2 separate regions of the Mus musculus genome follow, and region 1 is linked to region 2. The links are chromatin contacts, called in public Hi-C maps. All regions are on one chromosome and are shown on one strand. The core of a region is the stretch at or near the end of the contact, and the rest is flanking DNA. Distances in the headings are between cores, read along the strand shown. Region 1 holds the start of 2810405F15Rik (RIKEN cDNA 2810405F15 gene). Region 2 overlaps BC052040 (cDNA sequence BC052040).

Region 1 (3,433 bases), core at 660-3,159, 310 kb before region 2:
GTTCAATCCAGAATCCAGCTAACCAAGACTTACAGATGTCCTGGGAGGGACCACAGCAAGCAGTATGACTGGGGACTACTAGCTATCTGCCCAGGTCAGTACTTGAGCTTGCCTCGTTCTCAGTACCTCTGAGTGGCTACAGCCCAGCATCATGGATGGATCTGAGCCACAAGTGGCCATGAGAAACAGGGCTAGGATGATGAATGACCCACCTTGAACTCTTATTCTATCTCCTGTTTGTTCTTAGATCAGATTGGAGATAAACAGTGGAAAAGTTACACTTTCATTTGATTGTCTCAAATACTCTCAAATTTTGGCAGAATATCTGCTCACAGGCAATGAGATACTCTGAGTTAGCAGGGTAATTTATACTCCTCTTCAAAGAGTGTCTCCATAGATAGATTAAGCCAAATAGAACTTGAAGGAGCTGAAGTTTCTGCTGTAACTAGTTGGTCAGTAGAGAACTGAGGAATTGGCTCCTCAGAGGAAATTGCCCCAAACCCTGCCCACAGAACATCTCCCCCCACCCCCCAATAGTGAATTTCCTGAAGTTGAATCCTAGATATGCAAGACTTTGCAAACTGTTTGAAAACAGTCAATAGCTTCTGCAGGGTTTAGAGTCAGTGAAAATCAGCTTAGGGCAGAATGAAGTGAATTTTAGGTATCTGTGGAGAACTGGTGCTAAGAAATCTCTACTTCAATCCTAGGCCTTGAGGAGGCAGAGAGCTCACAGACACCACAAGAAAACCTACAGAGTCACCTAAACTGGGCCAATGGGGGCTCACAGAAACTGAGCCACCAACCAAAGAGCATGTAGGGGTTGGACCTAGGACCTCTATGCTTTTGTAGAAGGCATGCAGTTATGTCTTCACCTGGGGACTCTAACAATTGGAGTGTGTGTGTGTGGGGGGGGGGGTTGTTTCTGATTCTGTTGCCTGCCTTTATATCCCTTTTCCCTAGCTGAACTACATTATTGGGCCAGCCTCAATGAGAGAGGATGTGCTTAGTCCTGCTGTGACTTGCTGTGCCAGAGTCAGTTGGTACCCATGGGGGATTTCCCTTTCTTGGAGGAGAAGAGTAGGGGGGGAATAAGGGAAGAGGTTTGTGAGGGTGGGACTGAGAGGAGAGAAGGGTGAGGAGCTGTGGTCTAGGATGTAAAGGGAATACATTAAAAAAATGAATGAATGAATGAATGAATGAATGAATGAGAAAGAAAGAAAAGAAAGGAAGGAAGGAAGGAAGGAAGGAAGGAAGGAAGGAAGGAAGAAGGGAAGAAAGAAAAGAAGGAAGGAATAAATCTCTAGTCCAAACAGGCCCTGTGTGTGTGAAAGTCACCTGCTGCAGTAGAGCCTAGAAGAGATTTGAACTCACAAAGATGAAGAGCTGGAAACTTACCCCAAATTAGCCTTCATTTAGTAATTTACTTCCTTGTTTCCTCAAACTTGAGGAAGGCGTGGATAACTTAAATAGAAGCAAAAAAATGTAGTGTCTAATACATTTAGGGTAACCCTATGTAATGTGATACAGTAAGGTGGTGTGTGTGTGTGTGTGTGTGTGTGTGTGTGTGTGTGTGTGTGTGTGTGTGTTTGGGGGGTCCTCCGCCCTTAGGCTCTTGTTCTTGCTTTGTTTACACGAAATTAACCCGGAGGAGCTGAGAGAATCACAGTAAAGAAGGAGATTATTTTAATTCCGAAAAATAAAAGTAACGCGCTTTCTCCTTAGAGTCGGGCAATCCTGCCTGCAGACTTGGAAATGAAAGCGCTCGGAAGAGGGAGGAGGGGGAGGCCCGGCAGCAGTGGGGATCGTTGTTGGTAACTGAAGGGGCTCTGGTGAATTTCAGGTTCGGATTAGTGACAACTCAGAAGTCTCGGCTGCGTGTGGGGGAGGGAAGTTTGCCAAGGTCTCTGAACTCGCTGGAGAGAGAGCAGCCTCCGGAGGCGCCGGGCGGAGCTGGGCGTACCCGAAGCCCCTGTCCCGGCCAAGCCAACAACGCGGTCTCACCCCGCCTCTAGCCTGACTTTGTCAGCGATCATAAAATGGGAATTGATCATTCGAGCCACCATTGATTAGGGAAGAATGCTTACTGCAGCAGCAGGGGAAAGGTTAAGAGGAAATTGACCTTCTCCGTAGGTGACATAAAGTCATTAGGTAAATGAGATATTCACACTGGAGTTTTAAAAGGTCATGCTCAATTTTTATTTGCAGCCTGAAAAGTCAAGCTGGAGCTCCGGCTTAAGGTAGGGACTTCCATTCCTAGGGACCCGGGCACCGATCAGAATGAAGTCCTGCTGCGCCGGCCAGAGGCGAAAGTGGGATGTGGATTGCCATCTGGAAGACTTCGGCTGGACTCCGAGCGGGTCCTGGCGGCCCCAGCTTTGGACCTGCCGCTGGACCCGAGCGCGTTTTTGAGTGTGAGATGCGCTCCCGCGGCCCAGTATTCCCACCGCCACAGCGTGCAAAAGGATCTCTGGCCAAAGTCGACCTCTCAGCATCAGCAACACCTCCCCTTCCCTAGCCCACCATGTCTCCTACACAGTGAAAGTGTTTTGTTGTTGTTGATGTTGTTGTTGTTGTTGTTGTAAAGGAGAGAGTGAGAGAGATATTTATGCACATATTTATCCCTCTAATTATAGGAATTAATCCTCTTATGACTAAAAGGTAACGTGGAAGGACGTCCTTTTGATGTGGAAAAGCACCATTTGTGACTCACATTCAGACTGATTAAGGAATAATTGTTGTTAAACGCTTTTAAGAGGAGAGTGTTTAATTGAGGGGCATTCGTAATTTTACGGCTTAGTGCAAAATTAAACGTAATTAAAAACTCAGAAATTCCAACTGATTTTCCAATTATTTTTATTGTCTGAGCTAATTGTTACACAAGGGTATCACTTCTCCCCCAAAGGCATTGGGGAAAAGAGGTGGGAGGTGGGAGGTGGGAGGCAATCATACCTTGTCCAAATATTCTCCAACTGAAGAGTCCAGCGTCCAGAAAGACCTCCTTGGTTGCACCTTACCTCCCCAAGCCCCGCCCGGGGTCCCGAGTGGCACCCCGCCCTCCCCTTGGCAATTAAGCATTACAGGCACTCTCCCCTCGCTCCGAGTTCCGCCAACACCTTGGGATGTGAGAAAGTGATGGCAGCTCTCTTCTGCAGATCATTACGGCAAAACCTGGAAGTATCTAGAGAAGGCCGATGACTATCTTCAAGTAACACTTGCCATACATAGCCGAGGGATTTAAAAAAAAATGAGTAAACACAGCTCTCTGGGGGATGATCCCTCCACGCCCTTGCTTTTGAGCTTGGGGGGGGGGGGTCATGCACAAACATGAGACACGCGTGCACGACCTACAGACGCAAGCAGCAAACTTTTTTCTGCCTTGCACTTTATTTATTTACTTACTTATTTGAGGCAAAGATGAGCATGGAAACGCTCA
Region 2 (3,645 bases), core at 248-2,747:
AAAAAAAAAAAAAAAAAAAAAAAAAAAAAAGAACCTAGCCATGGATTTTAAAAATACAACTTCATGCTAGGCCTACTAGTGTACACTTGGAATCCCAGCACTGGGGCAGTGGGAAGAAGTTCACGGTTTTAAGACTAGCCTTAGATTCACAATAAGTTCAGGGGTAGCTCGGGATATATAAACAGAATGACAACAAGAAGACACCCTAAAGCCAAACCAAAGCAACCCTAAACTTCCCTCACAAAAAAGAGCAAAAATGACAACTTCATCTTCTCTACGCAACATATTTTCTATAAAACTTAAAAATAAAAAAGTAACTAATATGCTGATTCACTTCAGGCTGTCACGCCACACAGAAAATAAACAGTCCTTTATATGGAAGACAAGCCAAATCCATATGCAAACACCATCCAAGTGACCCGAGATTCTCCTGCATGTTTCCGTAATTAGACATTGCCAAGTCCACATCAGATTATCTTGAAAAATGGCACTATGTTTCTTTGTACTATGCTGGATATTCTTAGATGCCATATTTGGGGTCTTTCTAACTAAGTTTTTTTCCCTCCTTCGACAGAGGAATAGAGCAAAAGAAGATATTCTTGGATAGATGTTTACTTCTAGCCTGGGCCAACTCCTCTGAACTGACCTGACAGGAATGTATACATATATGCGTGCATATTCAACCTGTAGAGTAAACAACAGGGCAGTAAAGAAAAGGTTTTCTCTTAAAGTTACATACAATTTAAGAATGATGTTGAAGAAAATCTATCTCCACTTAAATGGGCATGTACTTTATTTAATATATCAAATGCAAAAGGTTTCACAGGAAAAGAATAATTATATCAATGATGTGTTATTTGGCAAGTCTATCTAGAAAAGATGAGTTTTCAAATGATGTATTTATTCATCTCTTGGTCCCTTTAAATTTCCCACAATGCTTCCATTAGGGCTGGAGAATGAAGAGTGGGGTCAGGGTTCCCAAGAGACAGGAAACATTGGGGTAGAATCTTCTGAGATGATTAAGGTTGGTGAAGGTACAGGCTGGTATATTTCAAACAAGGATACCAGGGATGGGAGACAGACACACCCCTGGATGGGAAGAATTTGGCATAGCAGCAGTGGGGCAAGGGGAGAAAAGGAAACCTTCGAGATTCACATTGGGCCAAGGTCACATCCACTTTGAAAGCGCCAAAGCACCGAGAATGAGTGAATGCTTCAGGAGCACTTGGGTGCAAATCACATCTCACCACCTAGAATTTATTCCCAGCCTTCTTCCAAAAGTTGGGGGTGGTTTACAAAATTGGTTGTGTGAATTATTACATGTTTTCTCAGTTATTTCCCCAGGGAAACACGCCAAAGGCAAACCCATCATTTCAGCTGATTTAGTGTTTGGTGTCAGAGAATTCATAATTGATATGACAGGCATAATGGATAGTGATCACTGGCTTGGCAAAGCCTGGGCTGACTACCCACAGCCACACTGGTTCCGACTACTCTGCCCACCGACTCGCTCTGGTAAGTCCTGTGGTTATTTCCCAACTTCTGCTGCCCAACTTCCTGGATATGAGAGATGCATTTCTAAATAGTTGATTACATAATACTGCTTATGCAGTTTCTTCCTTCTCATGTGGACTTTTATTGTCAGGACTAGGACAGACCGAGTTTCTTTTACTTTGACTCAGTTCGCTAAAGATCACAGGGTAACTCAGAGTTCAGTGAGACATTTATCTCAAGGCACTAGGAGATTTATAGGTTCTGAATATATAAAAGTCTGCTTTAAAAAAACTAGAGTCTTCATCCCTGGCAAAGTCACATAACTGAGGGATTAAGGCTGATGTGTACTTGCCCTATAAATCTATCACTAGGCAAGTGTGATACAAGGCTTCAGGTATGCGAGAGCCCAATTTGCTCTAAATGGGTAGTTAAATTGTCTCTTCTTTACAGCAAGTATTTCATGATAAGGAAAATCTCTTTGGATAAACAAATCATCTCTCCGCCCCTACAACACCCCCAAATAAAACTGTTCCATTTTCCATCATGGAAGAAAATGTTGGAAATGAGAAAAACAAATTAGAAGCCAAGAAGAAAAGGATCAGGTAAGTGAAAGTGAAAAAAATTCATCCTGCGCACATACACACACACACACACACACACACACATACACACACACACACACACACACACACACACACACACACTCTCTCTCATATAAATAATTTTGATAGCTATCAAACTTAAACTTTTAGAATAGAAGCTGTCTGAGGGTCGCTCCTATTTCAGGGCACACAGGACTTAGTCGATGTTTATTTAGTTGGGTGTGAATCTGCAAATGCATACATCTGTGTAAGGCCCTGCACACCTATCCCCCAAGTCAACCCCCAACAACACTTTTGCTAATAAGTCTACCGCACAGGGACGAGAATCTGTCTTATAAGAGCAAGAGAATAAGCCTTGAATTAAAGCCACATTGTCCTTGTCTGCACGCTGTGAATGCTGGTAGGTCCCTGTGTTTTGTAGAGTGTCCTGCCATGGTCTTTGGCCTGGGAGAAACCAAAAGTACTAGTCCTGAGAAGACTCCTGTTGCAGGCTTTTGTTGTTAGGACTTGTGGGAATTAGTTGTTAAGAAGCAAAGCAAAGCAAAGCAAAGCAAAGCAAAGCAAAGCAAAGCAAAGCAAAGCAAACCCCCAAACCCCCTGAAGCCGGTTGCTGCACACAGGTGGTTTTTAGTTCCTTTTAAATACAATCAATCTAGGGAGGCTTTTGTTTACAGTAGCTCTTATCTAGATGATAAGGTTGTAAAAACATCAGTCAAAATGAAGTACCACTGTTCCCACCAGTTTTATTTTTATTTCCCTTTCCAAATACCTTAAGGTGTTTAAGATGAGTGAAGAGATATCAAACTATTACAGTGAACAACTTGCCCTCCTTGAACAACAAATCCGATCCTGGAATACTGCCCCACACAGGTTGGCAGAGGTCTGCAGACCTCAGAGCTTCACTTTTCAAAGCAATACATAGTCTCTCTCCCTCTCCCTCTATGTATGTATGTATGTATGTATGTATGTATGTATGTATGTATGTACCTACCTTCCTACCTACCCATCCATGCGTGTACATGCCTATATGCACACCAAGTTGATCTTTCCAGTGTTTCCTACAGAGCTTTTTAAAAGAAAATTGTATGGCTTCTATATCAGAACCTGTCTTCTCCCATAAACAGTCATATGCAATAAGATGTCAGAAGAGAAATAAAAAGAAAAGGAATGCAAAGAGGAATGTGAACTTGGAAGGTCAATTTTATTGCTATAAAACTTAAGTTGGTGAAGGTTCAGGCTGGGTAAGATTCTTAAAGGTTTAGCTTAATTAGTGCTGGAGTTGCAGGATGAAGCCATGAGCCAGGGATATTACCGTGAAGAGGGACACTGCTGAGGGGCTGAAAAGACCCACCTGGGTACAGGCACCATCAGGACCAGGAGGACCCTGGAGGGTTAATGGCAGGGCTGCTCCTACACGAAGGCCTGAGCTCATAAGTCCTGGGCTTTAGGAGCCCAGGAACCAACTGCTTCATACTTCTCTTTCTAATACAACCAGAGTATGGCGTTCTAGTCAGTGTAATGCCCCTGTAGTTAACCCGGGACAGAGTTC

The links. Hi-C and Micro-C count contacts between places; a contact is called where the count stands out from the background.
Region 1: a contact with region 2 is called in a Hi-C map of uterus, with 3 times the contacts expected there. The contact joins the promoter of 2810405F15Rik here to the enhancer-like site in region 2. A contact is called at or near these places in 15 of 484 Hi-C or Micro-C datasets (the C2C12 cell line, beige adipocytes, embryonic fibroblasts and 5 more), 9 of 115 datasets of contacts at active chromatin or transcription factors (bone marrow-derived macrophages, embryonic forebrain, embryonic stem cells and 6 more) and 3 of 9 other capture datasets (adipose tissue, embryonic stem cells and liver).

The regions. Positions count from the first base shown.
Region 1 is chr2:116,074,572-116,078,004 of GRCm38.p6, reverse strand. 2810405F15Rik (RIKEN cDNA 2810405F15 gene) reads left to right here and starts at 1,909. Exons shown (of 1, transcript NR_033447.1): 1 at 1,909-3,433. All of the region lies in intron 2 of G630016G05Rik (RIKEN cDNA G630016G05 gene), which reads right to left.
Region 2 is chr2:115,762,988-115,766,632 of GRCm38.p6, reverse strand. All of the region lies in intron 10 of BC052040 (cDNA sequence BC052040), which reads right to left. Among named protein-coding and RNA genes, the nearest start is that of Gm52524, 12 kb to the left of the region's middle. Within about 2 kb of position 1,497, at least 45 of the 459 cell types and tissues checked have an H3K27ac peak or open chromatin away from gene starts, as enhancers often do. A contact at or near this core is called in the C2C12 cell line, adipose tissue, beige adipocytes and 2 more, where this site is marked.